Linked DNA regions of Mus musculus: all the other regions are linked to region 3. A link is a contact called in public Hi-C and promoter capture Hi-C data. All regions are on one chromosome and are shown on one strand. The core of a region is the stretch at or near the end of the contact, and the rest is flanking DNA. Distances in the headings are between cores, read along the strand shown. Region 1 overlaps 4930558J18Rik (RIKEN cDNA 4930558J18 gene). Region 2 overlaps Satb2 (special AT-rich sequence binding protein 2). Region 3 holds the start of Plcl1 (phospholipase C-like 1).

Region 1 (4,641 bases), core at 1,793-4,292, 2.0 Mb after region 3:
ACTGACAGTAACTGTGAGTCTGGGCAAGGTTCTGAGATGCCCAATGGACAAACTGTGCAGATCGGTTGCGTGGTACACCCACAGTACACTGAGGAAGAGTAGGGAGAGCACAGCCAATGTCTCAGAAGTAATGCAAATTCAGGTCCGGGTAAACCTGAGAAATGGCTCTAGGAGCATGGAGGGAAAAGGTGGGGGAGGGGGTATGGGGTGAAAAGAACAAGGAATTGAGAAAGCAGATGTAGAGTAGGTTACCCTACGTGAGTAATTACATCCTAAGGATGAGGAAGAGGAGGAAGTAGGAAAAAAACTTTACTCAAAACTAATCTTCATGTATGGGAGGGGAGGAAGGACATTAAATATTAGCAATGGGAAAAGGTGGATGAGTTTTGAAGACACAGAAGAAAAGGAAACGCCGTGAAAGCAACAGAGCAGGAGAATTCTGCTCTCCATCTTCCCTCTGAGGCATTCCAGGTATGAGAAAGCAAACAGCTAACAGTGTCCATAGGGGAAAGCCATCAAAAGCAAGGATGTCAGAGCCCAAAGGCAAGAAATAGGTTCAGGTCACAGGGCAGTGAGCTGGTATAGAGTGAGCCGTGTGTAGCGTGACGAGGGGCAGGGTTGGGGAGACATGGAACAGATTGAAGTTGGGAGAAGATAGGCAGATTCTTCAATATGAGATCGAGTAAAAAGTGAGGAAACTCAGAGCACGCGGATTTCTGAGTTCAAGGCCAGCCTGGTCTACAAAGTGAGTTCCAGGACAGCCAGGGCTATACAGAGAAACCCTGTCTCGAAAAACCAAAAAAAAAAAAACCAGAACCAAAAACAAACAAACAAAACAAAAAAGAAAAGTGAGGAAACGACAGGAGAGAATCTGCATGTCTGAAAGTTTATGTGAACTAGGAGGGCCAAAGGACCTGTGAGGCGTGATATTTCTTGTCTCTTAGAGAAGGGTGGCCTTGATTCTAAGTGTAAGCTGTCCGTGCTGGTTTGTGGACACTGCAGAATTGGGGCAGGCATTCGCACTGGCTTTTTCAAGAGGTGTGGGTCTTGGGACCAAGCGAGACCCTCAGTGTTAGAGTATTTGCCCAACATGCTCAGAGCTGACTTCAATCTCCAACAAGGAAAAGCAATGATGTTAAGTGTTTAGGTTTTCAGTATTGAAACATTTTAGTTAATTGTCCTTTCTTCTCACCCCTGCTGCGGGACTTCATCAGCATTGGCTCTCTTCCTTAGATCTGCAAAAGCCAGTGTTATCATTAGCATATCCTCACCTGACCTCATTTCCTGGGCATGTCAATTTGCCGGGCATTGTCCAGCCATGCCAAGCTTTCCCACTCCACCTCCAATGGCCTCCTGCCGCTCCCTAGTCTACATTGTCCATTCCATTTGCAGAGTAACAACTAATCTTATTTGTATGGAAGCCCCATCTGACTGCCACTTTAGACTATTTCCCTGCCACCACCAGCAGTCTCATCTCATAAGCATCCCTTTCGGCCAAAAGTTAGTCCTGTGCACAATGCAGCTGTCCAGAATGCTTCATACCAGAAAATTCTGTTATTGGATAGTATAATCCATCAAGCAATATGCACCTATATATTTTTCACCTCAAAGGTGTCGCCCCATTTTCTTCCTGTCTTGCTAGTTACTTTCTTCTACTCTAAAAGGAAGAGGGTTCCCTAATTCCCTCTCATGTACTCACAACATTTTCACTTCCGGGTCTCTTGCTTACTTTTACAGCTTCTTCACCTCTCTGTTTCCCTGTTTGCTGTCAAGTAAATCCGGCTTTCAGTTCTCTCTGCAACACCACAGCCCCAACTTTGCTGCTCCTTGTAGATACTTTATGAGTTTGGCTACATCTCCACCAACATGAGATGGAAAAGCATCTCCAGGCTTCACCACCGCCTGCCACGGGTCATGGAAACACATACTGAAGCCTAAACAAAAGGGAAACTAAGAAAAAAACATGCTTTCTAACATTTTGGAATTTAGCAAGACTGTACAAATGTCAACATAAATTCTGGCTATTTTACTTGTTTGGTCCCATTTAGCACATTGGGCAAAGGATACCTACTCGGGCTGTGACTTGAAGGCAATCGTAAATGTTAATCTTCCAGCTACAAATGTGAAATCCAAATGGCTTGCATGTTTAATGGACCCTTGAGAATGTGCTAACCAGTAAGTAAGTGGTTTTGAAAACTGTAGTCAGTTTAGCCTAGTTTCTGAGGCCCACAGATCTTATAAAGCCTAATAATAGGCCCTATTAAAATATGTTAATATAAAAATTAGGATTTGGGCTAGGCAGTGGTGGTATACACCTTTAGTTTTAGCACTTGGGAGGCAGAGACAGGCAGATCTCTGTGAGTTCAATGCCAGCCTGGTCTACAGTGCTAGTTGTAGGACAGCCACATATTATACAGTGAACCCCTGTCTCAAAAAACCACAAATAAATAAATAATTAATAAAATAATTTTTAAAGTTAAGATTTGGCAAATATAAAATTTTTCTTATTTTTTAATTTTCCCAATGAAAATAGACTATGTTAAAATTTATAGTTGTTTAAAAACAATCTATTCTATATATATATACAGCTTAAAGAATCTTATAAAATGAATTCATGGAACAGTGAATTTGTCAAAGAACTGACCACACTGGGTTAGAAACTATGACACAAGGCACGCAGTTTTCCCATCTGCAAAATGGGGTAATTAATATTAACTACTCATTCTGCAGCATAGAATAGTATTTGTAAAACTCTTAATAGTTGTGGATTTTCTGGGCCCCTCTGAGTAGGCTATTATTCAGGCTGAAGTAGGTTTAATGCTGTGGCTGTCTCTTCAGCTATTCTGTTTTCTGGGAGTGAACACCTGCCTGGAACATACCTAAGGAGTTGGTCCTTTGTTTTCTGATAATTAAAGTACTGCAGTGCTGATAGCTGACATCTGGATCCACTTTTAAAGCTTGCCCTGTGTTTTTCTGGCTCCGGGGAGACTCGTGAATTATAATGCAGTAGATGGAAATGTGGTGATGTGCTTCATTTCGCAGCGGCAATTTTATTCTTGCTTTGTTCTTTCCCCACTGTGGTGAGAGCCGCCTCACTGTTGCTGGCTCTGAGAGGTTGAGGAGCTGAGCTGAGTGCCAGAAATTTAATACACAACATAATGCCTAATTTATTTTTATTTTGGCTTTGACTTGAATTGATAAACTCACTGGGGACTTTTGTGCAGAATCAATATCCAGGGATTGATTTTTATGTTTTTAGTTTTTATTTTTAGACTCTGGATTCATGGGGAACATTAAAGTTTAAATCTCCCACTTCTGGTACTAGAGAAAAAGAAACTAGGGAAACCATTTTAATATTACATATAACTTCCACTGGGGTTTTGTTTTCTTGTACTATATACTTTTGTTTCAAATGGTAATTTCTTAGCCTGTTACACATAACAGAATCTATTTTGACTGCATTCACAGAAAAGAAGTTTATTCAAAGACAGGGAAACCCAGAGAATCACTGGGAAGTTAGAGAACAGTGAGGCAACAAGCTTGGTCACTTTAGTGCTTAAAGGTCTCCTAGACCTAGCCAGTGAGAGTGTCTGTGGTGGTTGAAGAGATATGGCCCCATAGATTCCTGTGTTTGAATGTTTGGCCATAGGGAGTGGCACTGTTAGGAGGTATGGCCTTGTTGGAGTAGGAAGTGTGTCAATCAGAGCCTCCTCCTGGCTGCCTTCAGATCAAAATGTAGAACTCTTGGCTCTTCCAGCACCATGTATGCCTGCATGCTGCCCTGCTTATCAATATAATGATAATAGGCTCACCCTCTGAAACTGTAAGCCAGCCCCAATCAAATGTTTGCCTTTATAGGCACTGCCTTGGTCATGGTGTCTCTCCCCAGCAATGGAACCCTAAGACAGCTCTCATGACTCATCTGCCAGTACTAAACACGGTGGAGGTTACTCCCCTTGTCCGGCCAGCCACTGCTGCATTAGGAATCCACCCTATCAGGGGCCTTTAACACAAACTGGAGTTTAGCAGTCTCCCTCCCTTAAGCTAATAACATTCAAATCACTGCCTGCAGGTAAAGCCAACGCCAAAGATCTGGAAACAGTTTTAGGACTCTCCTTGAGGAAGCAGCTCGTACTGTGTCTTTTTCTTCTCGCCACTATGATAATACACACGGACAAAAGCGCCTCACAGATGAAAGCATTTAGTTTTGCTCTCAGCTCCAAGTGCAGTCCACTAAGGTGGGAAGGCAAGTCAGCAGAAGCTTGACTGAAGCAACTGCTCCACAGTCAGGGAAGATGGAGCCAAGTTTGCCTGTGCCCAGCTCACTTTCTCCACTTACACAATCCAGAAGCCATGCCAGGGAAGGAACTACCCACAGTAAGAAGGGCTTCCCACCTCAATAAAGTCAACACAATTCTCGCCCAGAAGCCTCCTCCCATCCCCACCATGCTAGGTTCTATCAAGTTGAAAATTATCCATCGTGCTATGTATAGTTAGAATTCCCTAAACAAAGAAAAACACATTTTTAAAACACTGGATCCTAGAAAATGTTAAGATGTTCATGACAGCAAAGAATTACTTTTGCTTAAGAGTACATGTTAAACATTACTGCTTTAAATTATGGGTTTTGTTAGACACAAA
Region 2 (4,556 bases), core at 1,351-3,850, 1.6 Mb after region 3:
ACCGCTGCAGGCCCAGCTGAACCCTGGCAACTAAATCCCCGGATGTCAGCCACACCTAGCCTGTGGCTGCCTCAGGGAGAGGCCCACCTTTAGACAATCCCCCCCCCCCCCCCCGCCACACCCCACCTCAAAGCCTGGCCTATGGGATGTCCAAAACAAACGTTGGTTCAGTTTAACACAATGCTAATTCCACTTAGACACTTATCATCTTCTTTAATAAGTGGCGTGGACTGCTCAGCATCACTGTGGGCCCCCTACACGGTAGTGAGCATCAGGTCACAGGAAGTGCTTTCTAGGAAAGAGACAGACACGTGGATTCACGAGCTGCTTTTCCCTTGGGCACAGGAAGCTCGCCAGACCACGCGGCGATGCGTGTCCACAGTGGGCAGAGACTGCTGGCATATCAGCATAAGGCACTGCTGTGGGTTCTGTTTGAGGACCGGAAGGCTGCATGACTTGGGACTCCCGGGCTACAAACACCAATCGCCAGGTTCAGGTTTGGGGAGGCAATTGGTCAGCAGGACCACGGCCTACATTGCAGCAAAACGCCTCCTTTCAATCTGGATATTACAGAAAAGCTCAAGCCCATGGCGTATTGCTGGAAGATAATTATTTCAAAACTGAACAATTAAAAGTTTAAAATTAAACAGTTGTTGAAGTATGCCCATCAAAAGAGTCAATGATGTATTAAAAGTGATTATAGCAAATTTCAATAGTATCCGGATTCTTGTCTCCTGACAAAGAGCAATTTGATTCTGCAAGTTTCTGACAGGGTAGATTTTAAGCCGTGTTCATGTTTACAAGGATGCATACACATTTGTCTCAGCCCCTTCTCAATACTCTGTCTACAGCAACTGTTCACTAGAGTCCCACCCCTCAAAAGAAGGGGGTCATAAAAACTGTCCCTATACTATTTGCTTCATTATCTCAGGTTTTGAGCTCTGCCTAAATATTACTTTATCTAATTCAAACAATTTTTTTAAAAAAATATTTTTTGATTAATTCCTCCAGTGTAGTGTTAGAGCAAGGTTAACTGTGTTGAGGTTTTTCAAGCTAGGAATTAATACAGGAATCAAGTGCTCAATAAGGTAGGACTACCTGTATTTCTAGTGGGAATATTTCATAGCACAAGCATGTTTCCTTTGGGGAGTTTAACTCAAAAAAAATTATTAAAAATTGAGATCAAACACTGGTGCAAAGCCTCAAAGGAAATCATGTGAGAGTGGAAAGATTTTTATCGAATGAAAACCGAAAAGTAAAGTTTTTATATTAAAAAAAAAAAAAGGTTTCTCCCTCATAAAAGAAAATACTATGTTTAGGGTTTAAACAGTAAAACATTTATGGATATCTAACAGAAATGTAAAGAAGTGATCACTGAATGAACGGGTGCAGATTCCACACAGCTGCATCTCAGTGGATAGGCAACCAGCATCCCTGTTCCCAAACCCTCACTCTCATATCCATCAAATGCCTGTGGACAGGGAAAGGGAGCAAGTCCCAGAGAGCTCTGACATGGGGAGGGTGGAAAGGGGGGAAAGAGGGAGACCAGAGACTACAAAAACTCAGCATCATAGTGGGCATCTGATAGCTCCCTCCAGGGACAATGAGATCTCTGGCTTACAATATGGAGGTCATTATTACTGTGACTGAGACGAAGTTAATAAACACAGACCAGGGAAACAGGGTCTGATAAAATACTTCCCTGACACAATCTTTTAACTATATACACACCAGTGTAATTTATAGCAATTACTTAATAAAAATAGAATACTATTATTTCTCTCTGTGATTCTAAGACATTCTCTTTATACTCTACATATTTCTAAAAGGAAACATTAAATTTGATTATTTTTAAAACTAGGCAACTGTGTGAAAGTCACCACCTATGAAACCCACTGAAAATCTTGTTGCTTTGTTTTTCTGAGATATGTTTCTCACCCTCTAACCCTGGATGCCCTGGTATTTACTAGGTAGACCAGGCTAGTCCCCCAGTGCTCCTCCCTGAAAAAGAAAAACCTTAAGTAATCTTCCTGCCTCTGCCTTCCAAGTTCTAGGATTACAGCATAAGCTACCACATCCAGCTAGAAAATACTATTTTCACCCTTACTATGGTCAATCAAAGGCTGCCACTCAATCAAAAGAGGAATGTGATTTCTTTTGTTTTAACCGAAATATATCTAAAGTCTAAGATGATATGTTTCCTGGATTAAAAAGTAAGATGTCCTTGCCCTAAACAAAATAATGAAATTCTATTTCCCTCCAAGCAAAGAATGTTAAACTGGGGATAATTCCAGATATGTACACCTCAAAAAGATTTCACTTCCCCTAGACTACTAGATTTATAAATTCTTTCTTTTCTGAAGTCAACCCTAAACCTCACGCTGAAGTATTTTAGCAAGCCACACCTTGAGGCTATGGTTTCCAAAGAATTCTAATCTCACAAGAATAACACAAAATAGCCAACAGGCAAGGCCAGGATTAAGGAAAGAAGGATTTCCTGTGGGGTTGGCTTATAAGCATCGGTGCAGGCTTGTGGGCACACTGAAGCAGAGCCTGGGGAAGAGCACGCAGTCTGTCTCTGGACCGCGCGGCTGCCAAACCTGGATGATGAGCGAGAATTGCTCATACCAGCTCCTGTGAGTGCTAGCTCCTCTCTCTGGTTAAGAGAAGGACAGACAGACAGGTCTATTTTCAAGCCCAAGCCTGTGTTTATTCTACATAAGGCTGCCTGTGAGGAAGGGGGCTTTCCTAAGTGGTGCTATCAGAGAACCAGAGAGCATAGTCTCAGAGGCCTCCCTTCATGGAAAGGAATTGTCTCTCTCAACCTTGCTTTCAAGCTATACATCAATCTTCAATATAATTATGTTTGACAGAATAGAAGCTCTTGGCAGTTAACTTGTTTACAATAAATGCTTAGTTTGGGAACATGGACTGTATTTCAGTCTTACAAATATCAAACACAAACCTACAACGGGCCCATTATGGGGCTGAGAATTATTTTGCTATAAATCTTTTTATTGGAGGGCCAAGGGATTTACTTTGCAGCTTGTTTTCCACTAAGCACGGGAACAGCATGAAGAGAGGGGCATTGGTATCCTGACCCTGTTCTAATTGGAATCCCATACATCTCTATCAGACAGTTCACAGTCACCCTGAACATTCAGGTTGACTCTGGCTTCCCATGGTGGCAAAATGTCAACACAAACGGTCTCACTCTAGGTGAGACCCCGTCATTCTTCTTCTCTCCCAAATCTCTTGGGAACTAATGATCACTGGCAGACTTTCAATAGTAAGCTCCCATTTGGGGTGGGAGGTATAAGTTAACCATAAAAATGTGCTTAAGGCACAAACTTGCTGGATGAATGAGCTCATAAACGGAGTTAGTTGTGCTGAAAATTACCTAGACATTCATTTGAGAGGGGCAGGAAAAAAATCAGAATCACCTTATTTACTTTTGAAAAGTGACTTCACCTGGTCTTCAACATGGAATAACTCCCATCTCGAGGACAACCTGTTCTCCTCAGGCTCCCTCAACAAAGGGCTCCTGATACCAATACCGCCAGATCCAAAAGACAGAACCTTGTCTGAAGATGCCTTTTGACCTGAGGAGGCCAGCTGTCCAACACAGCCGACTCAGCCCACCTCTGTCTCCAGAGGGACTGCTCTGCCATGGACCACACAGCCACTGACACTCTGGGAACTTGCTAGTTTTCCTACCAAGATAACCTACATCCTTCCCTTTCCATTTCTATGTGATCAGATGCCTGTAACAACCCAATCCTAACACAGTATCAACAAGCGACAGAAAAGACCATCGCAGAACAACTGAGTGGAAGTATGTTTTCCAAGATAAGGTTGGGAAGCCCAGTTGTTTCAGACAGAGAATCGATTTTCCTTTCTTTCAGTCAGTGTTAAAATAGCAGGTAACACAAATAAAACAAAATGTCTTAACTCTCAGCATCTAAAACAGTAGCCACTAATTCATGGGTTTCGTGTTGAGAAGAAGAGAAGGAAAATACTTTCTTTGCGTTATTGACTCCGCGTCCCTTTTCTATTCTTTTTTACAATGTGAACTAATGGAAAAATTGCTTAATTCACCTAAAATAATCATTCTGTTTTTAAAATTAAAGATACACTCTTAAAACCTTGACTACTTAATTGCTTTTTGCTCAGGAGAAAAGGGGGGAAACTCAGAGAAGGTGGTTGCGTGAAAGAAATACCACTTTTTACTGTACAACAAAAATTCCCTCTGAGGCAAAGAGACAAGATGCCAAGTTCCACCCAGAATTAATGTTTAGGCTCAAACTGTAAAGCCCAGAAAAAACAGAACCACTAATAGATCCTTAAAGCTCAGCCCTGTTAGGTTATGTGAATATGAAGGTAAAAGAACCTTTGCTGACAAAGGTTTAATTGAGGTGCTATTTAATGAAGGTGTTATTAACTAAACGCTCTTTATGGCATACACATGTTAAGCTCTTTTGGATTATTCAATAGGAATTCCCTTCTGAAAGAATGATCTCTGGGCTGACCAGGGTCTCTGGGCCCTCCACCACAGG
Region 3 (4,520 bases), core at 1,724-4,223:
CAGAAACCGAGCCAGGTCTAATAAACCTGAAAATGCGTAGCTGAAAATACGTAGCTGAAAGTCAAATAGGCCAGCTTGGCGCTGCTCATCGCGGGAAGTCACTTCAGAACTGAACTCTGGACCTAAGAAATAGCCAGTGAGAAAAATCAAGACTCCCTCTATTGCTGAGACATCACAGTGAGAGAGTAATTTTGATAACTACTTTCTATGTGCCAGATAATTCCTTGTAAAGAATTCTACTCCATTTTACATATAAGGAAACTAAGAATCAAAAGTTTCAAGTAGAGGCCTGCAAGGTCTCTATGTGACTCACTGGATGAAAGCACTTATCAAACCTGACAATTTGATTTCAATTCCTGTAATCCACATGGTTGGAAGAGAGAACTAATTGCTCCAAGTTATCTTATAACCTCTGCACACACCTACGGTGCGCATGTGCGCACACCCCCCCCCCCACTCTCCACAAAATAATAAATAAAACATAATTTAAATTAGGCTTGAAGTCGCTTGCTGAAAGCTACAACCAGCTAAAAAGCAAGAGAATCAGAGATATGTGCTAGATGGTAATTTCAGAGCCCGTGTTCTTCCTGCTACATGCGTTTCTCATAATAAGTAAGTTCCATCCAGGCACCATTGTCCTGGAGACTAAAAAATGGTTCCTCCACTCCCAATGTCATTCATGCTGGTTATGACAATGTCTTGCAGCAGGCCCAGCCCCAGCCCCATTGCTCCTAGAGTTTGGATCTTGACTGTCCCCCAAACCCCATGCAACTTTGCTCTCTTGGGAGGTGGTAGAACCGTAAGAGTTGGGACTTAGTGGGAGTTTTTCTTGCATCAGGAGAATGCCCTTGCAGGAAACTGTGACCTTGGTCTCTTCTTGCTCTGATTTCTTGCCTCTGTGAGATAAGCAGGCACATGGGGGCATTTTTAAATTTAAAATGGCAGGCAGGAGAAGCCTTCTGAGCTTATGGCAGGAGACAGCAGAAATGAAAGACCCTTTAGATGTACTCCAATATTCTCAAGGCCGAGTGAGTTAGACAACCTCCCTGAAGAGCTCAGAGTCTTCAGCAGTTTCTGTGCATTTGTGCTCGCAGAAGGTCACAAGGGACGAGTGCAAAGGAAGGGAAGATGGAGTGCAACTGGTCGGTCGTGAGTGGAAACAAAACATTTTGCAAACCATATGCTCTATGGATGTAAATATATATGGATATAAATATATAATCATATATGGGTATATGGATGTAAATGTGTATGGAAAAAATATATATGGATATAAAGGCACACAAGCCTGTAGGATAGGAAACACTGGTATATAAGACTCATATAGGAAAATGACGAGGGAGATATCTGCAGCTTTACAGTCTTCAAAGGACAGCTCACAAGTGGCAAGTTGACAAAAGTATCAGAAAGCAGACACCCTGACATCTGTAAAAGACAAAGTTAGGTGTAATAATGAGAGAGCATCAGAAAAACAGTAGCCTAAAATTGGCTATACTTCTGAGGACAAAATATATTTTCTATGTAACAGTTATGAGAAGAAGCGCTTGCTATTTCGGTTGTAGTTCTCAACATCTCACTAGAGGGCAGTGTTGCTTCTAAAACCAGAGCTGGCCTCTCATCTAGAGGACACTCATTTCTGGGTTGCACGTATATTTAAAGAAAAGGTAAAGTCAAGTCTTTCCAGTCTTCCCTAGGAGATGGTAAATGTCAAATGTGAATTCTCCCAAGAGCCCCATCCAATTTTGACTGGTTGTAGCCCCAGGGGAGCCAGATAAAAAAAGTGAAGAGAGCTTGGAAGGAACTGGGTAGCAGATCTGATTTTAGTGTCTGTACTAACCAGTCAGTAGACAAGGTCCTTGGGCTTTCATTTCCTCTGTTAAATAAAAGAGCTGCCCTAGATGACTCCTAACACCCCAGCTCATCCTTAAAATGCTAGAATTTTAATAAATTTCTGGCCCTGAAGGGCTGAAAAATTTCTTGGTGCTATTGGCCACGTAAGGAAGAAGTAAAATCTTGAATTATGAAATAATTAGTAATTTAAATGCATTTAATGATCTAAGTGAGATTCAGTACGTCGTCCAACTCTCCAGGGACCTTAGAGCCATTGTCTACATTTGCTCATGGTGTGATTAATGCTACCGAATCCCTGCTCTCCTCTTGGTTACTAGCTTGGTGGAAGGAGCAAAATGTAATGATTTAGAATTATATGTAGAAAGGAGGCTGGACCCTCGTCGAGAACGGTTTAGGGTAGAGACTAAACCTGCCAATGACCTTGTCGCTATGTGGCTTCCATCATCTCTGTGTTTCATTCGGCGGCGTTCCCAGGGTTTTCGTTGCTCTGCTTCCTCTTACCCTACCTACCCCTTAAACCCAACTCCTTGTTGTATTGACTCAGATTACTGAGTGAATGTAGAATCCGCTCATAGAACCCGAGACAAACTGTGGAACTCCAGGGTCCTAGTGCGTGGACTTCACTTCTAAGGATTGGCAGGAGAGCCAGTGATTGACCCTTGGCTGTGCCAAGTGTCACTACTACACCCCTCCAAACACTCTAACCTTCTCGCTCAACATCTTCTTTATTCCAGATTTGCTGTTTTGCAGTGTTTCCTCCGTCATCTCACTGCCGCCCGCAAACCACCCCACCCGCGTCCCATTTCTTGAACCTTCAGGCCGCTTTCGTCTCCTTTCTAAACTTCCTAAAATGTACTCTGAGTGCCTGTGGGTGCGCACACTGGCGCGCGCATCCTCGCCTAGTACCGGGGCCAGCTGGGCTGGGCAGGCTCCGAGCAACAGAACACATTCCATTCTTCGCGCTCGGGCACACCCCTCCGCGGTGAGGATTGGTCGGCCCGAACCCCCTCGGTGAGCCTCGGCTCCTGAGAGGCCGGGGAGCCTGCCAATCCCCACGGGCTGTCAAAACAAGTCTTCCCTCCCTGTCACAGGCGAGCGGAGTGGAGGCCGCCCCGCCGCCGCACTTCCTGGGGCCGCCGTGCTGCGGTCGGCGGGCAGGTGGCTGGTGGCCGATCCGCAGTCGCCGCTCCGGCCGCGCACGTCCCGGCTCCGAGGCTCCTGGCTCCGGCGCCCACTGCCTTTTGTCTGCACAGAGCCGGCGCTCGCCTCGCGTCTCCAGTACCTCCCGCTGCTTTTCGCCTGCTTCTCCCTCCCGCTCACATCTTCTCCCCGCCCCCGCCGCCCGTCCGCGCCGGCCCGCTGACCTCCTGGACCACAGCCCGAGGACGCCTCTGCCGGAGCGATGTCTCCTTTCTACAAAGTTGTGGCTGCCACTGCAGCGGCCGTGGCGCGCTAAAACAAAGTCTAGCGGGGTTTCCTTCTGGTGCCTGAGCGCACCCGTGCCCGGGGCTGGACGCCGCTGGCGGTCGTGCTGTCTCGCCGGGAGCCTAAAACGTGCTTGGCTATGGCTGAGGGCGCGGCTAGCAGGGAGGCTCCGGCGCCTCTCGACGTTGCCGGGGGCGAAGACGACCCCCGAGCCGGCGCCGACGCTGCCTCAGGGGACGCCCCACCCCCGGCCTTGGGGGGCCGGATGAGGGACCGTCGCAGTGGGGTCGCGCTGCCGGGCGCTGCGGGGGTCCCCGCGGATAGCGAGGCCGGCCTCCTGGAGGCTGCACGAGCGACCCCCCGGCGTAGCAGCATCATCAAGGTAAGCGGAGCAGCAGCGGCCCAGAGCCTGGTATGGGTGCCGGGTGGGTAGGGGACATCCCCCCTCCAGCCCCTGGGCAGGATGTTCATTGCCCTAGGCGTCGCAGGCTGGGCATTGTTTTCTCCCACCTCCTTCATCGCCAAACCTTCCTGCCTAGTCCGGAGGTTCCCAGAATCAGCTGTTGGCCTTGAGAAGCAGAAGTGACTTCCTCTCTGACAGCGGAGGAAAAGTTCTCTGCGCTTCTGCGGTTTGATGGATGCTTTCCCTCATTTTCTCACTAACCGGTGGATGGGAGGAGGAAGGGTGAACTTGGGATAAATGCAGAGACCTGCGGGCTGGCTGTGCATTCTCCAGCGGAGAGCTAGCTTTCCCGAACAGCAAAGGCAAAGCACAGCTTACTTTTAATTGTGTGTGGGAAATCTCCCCCATACAGAAATGGTTCTGAAATCCTGAAACGCCTGAACTTTGCAGATAGGCAGGCAGAGTTTGCAGCGGACGCTGCAGCATAGAAAGGATGAAGGAAGAGCTTAGAGGTTTTGCGCTGCAGAAAACACACATCCGGGAAAACGTTCCCAGACTCCCCTAGCACCCCCAGAGGATTTGCCTTTATCCATCTGCCAAGGAATTGTAAACCTTTCTTCGCCCTATTTATTTATTTCTGTCTTCCACTTTGAACTTGTTTCCCATGTTCGAAAGTTCATCTTTTGGGTGCATGACTTTGGAGTAATCTTTTCAGGTAAGAGCCCTGGAATAGGGCTTCCTAGCATAGATCTATGTGAATACTACGTACATGTGAGATTAAAGCTGATCTTGGTAAAGCAGTCAGTGTGAATGTCCACCCATCTGTGATAAACACAGTACA

Evidence for each region. Promoter capture Hi-C pulls out the DNA fragments that hold promoters and counts their contacts. A called contact is a pair of places that touch in the nucleus more often than the background predicts.
Region 1: a promoter capture Hi-C map of second pharyngeal arch cranial neural crest shows a contact between it and region 3, with 6 times the contacts expected there. The contact joins the enhancer-like site here to the promoter of Plcl1 in region 3. A contact is called at or near these places in 6 of 39 promoter capture datasets (the 3T3-L1 cell line, 3T3-L1-derived adipocytes, cranial neural crest and 3 more), 1 of 484 Hi-C or Micro-C datasets (cerebellar granule neurons), 2 of 115 datasets of contacts at active chromatin or transcription factors (embryonic forebrain and neural tube) and 1 of 9 other capture datasets (liver).
Region 2: a contact with region 3 is called in a Hi-C map of cortical neurons, with 4 times the contacts expected there. The contact joins the enhancer-like site here to the promoter of Plcl1 in region 3. A contact is called at or near these places in 9 of 39 promoter capture datasets (the 3T3-L1 cell line, 3T3-L1-derived adipocytes, cranial neural crest and 5 more), 1 of 484 Hi-C or Micro-C datasets (cortical neurons) and 2 of 115 datasets of contacts at active chromatin or transcription factors (astrocytes and extraembryonic endoderm stem cells).

The regions. Positions count from the first base shown.
Region 1 is chr1:57,355,764-57,360,404 of GRCm38.p6, forward strand. 4930558J18Rik (RIKEN cDNA 4930558J18 gene) reads right to left here. Exons shown (of 4, transcript NR_037999.1): 4 at 3,459-4,641. Among named protein-coding and RNA genes, the nearest start is that of 4930558J18Rik, 19 kb to the right of the region's middle. Within about 2 kb of position 3,043, at least 4 of the 459 cell types and tissues checked have an H3K27ac peak or open chromatin away from gene starts, as enhancers often do. A contact at or near this core is called in second pharyngeal arch cranial neural crest, where this site is marked.
Region 2 is chr1:56,955,566-56,960,121 of GRCm38.p6, forward strand. All of the region lies in intron 2 of Satb2 (special AT-rich sequence binding protein 2), which reads right to left. Among named protein-coding and RNA genes, the nearest start is that of Satb2, 13 kb to the right of the region's middle. Within about 2 kb of position 2,601, at least 6 of the 459 cell types and tissues checked have an H3K27ac peak or open chromatin away from gene starts, as enhancers often do. A contact at or near this core is called in cortical neurons, where this site is marked.
Region 3 is chr1:55,402,973-55,407,492 of GRCm38.p6, forward strand. It overlaps Plcl1 (phospholipase C-like 1), which reads left to right and starts at 2,974. Exons shown (of 6, transcript NM_001114663.1): 1 at 2,974-3,658. The coding sequence starts at 3,416. It also overlaps the pseudogene Gm8531.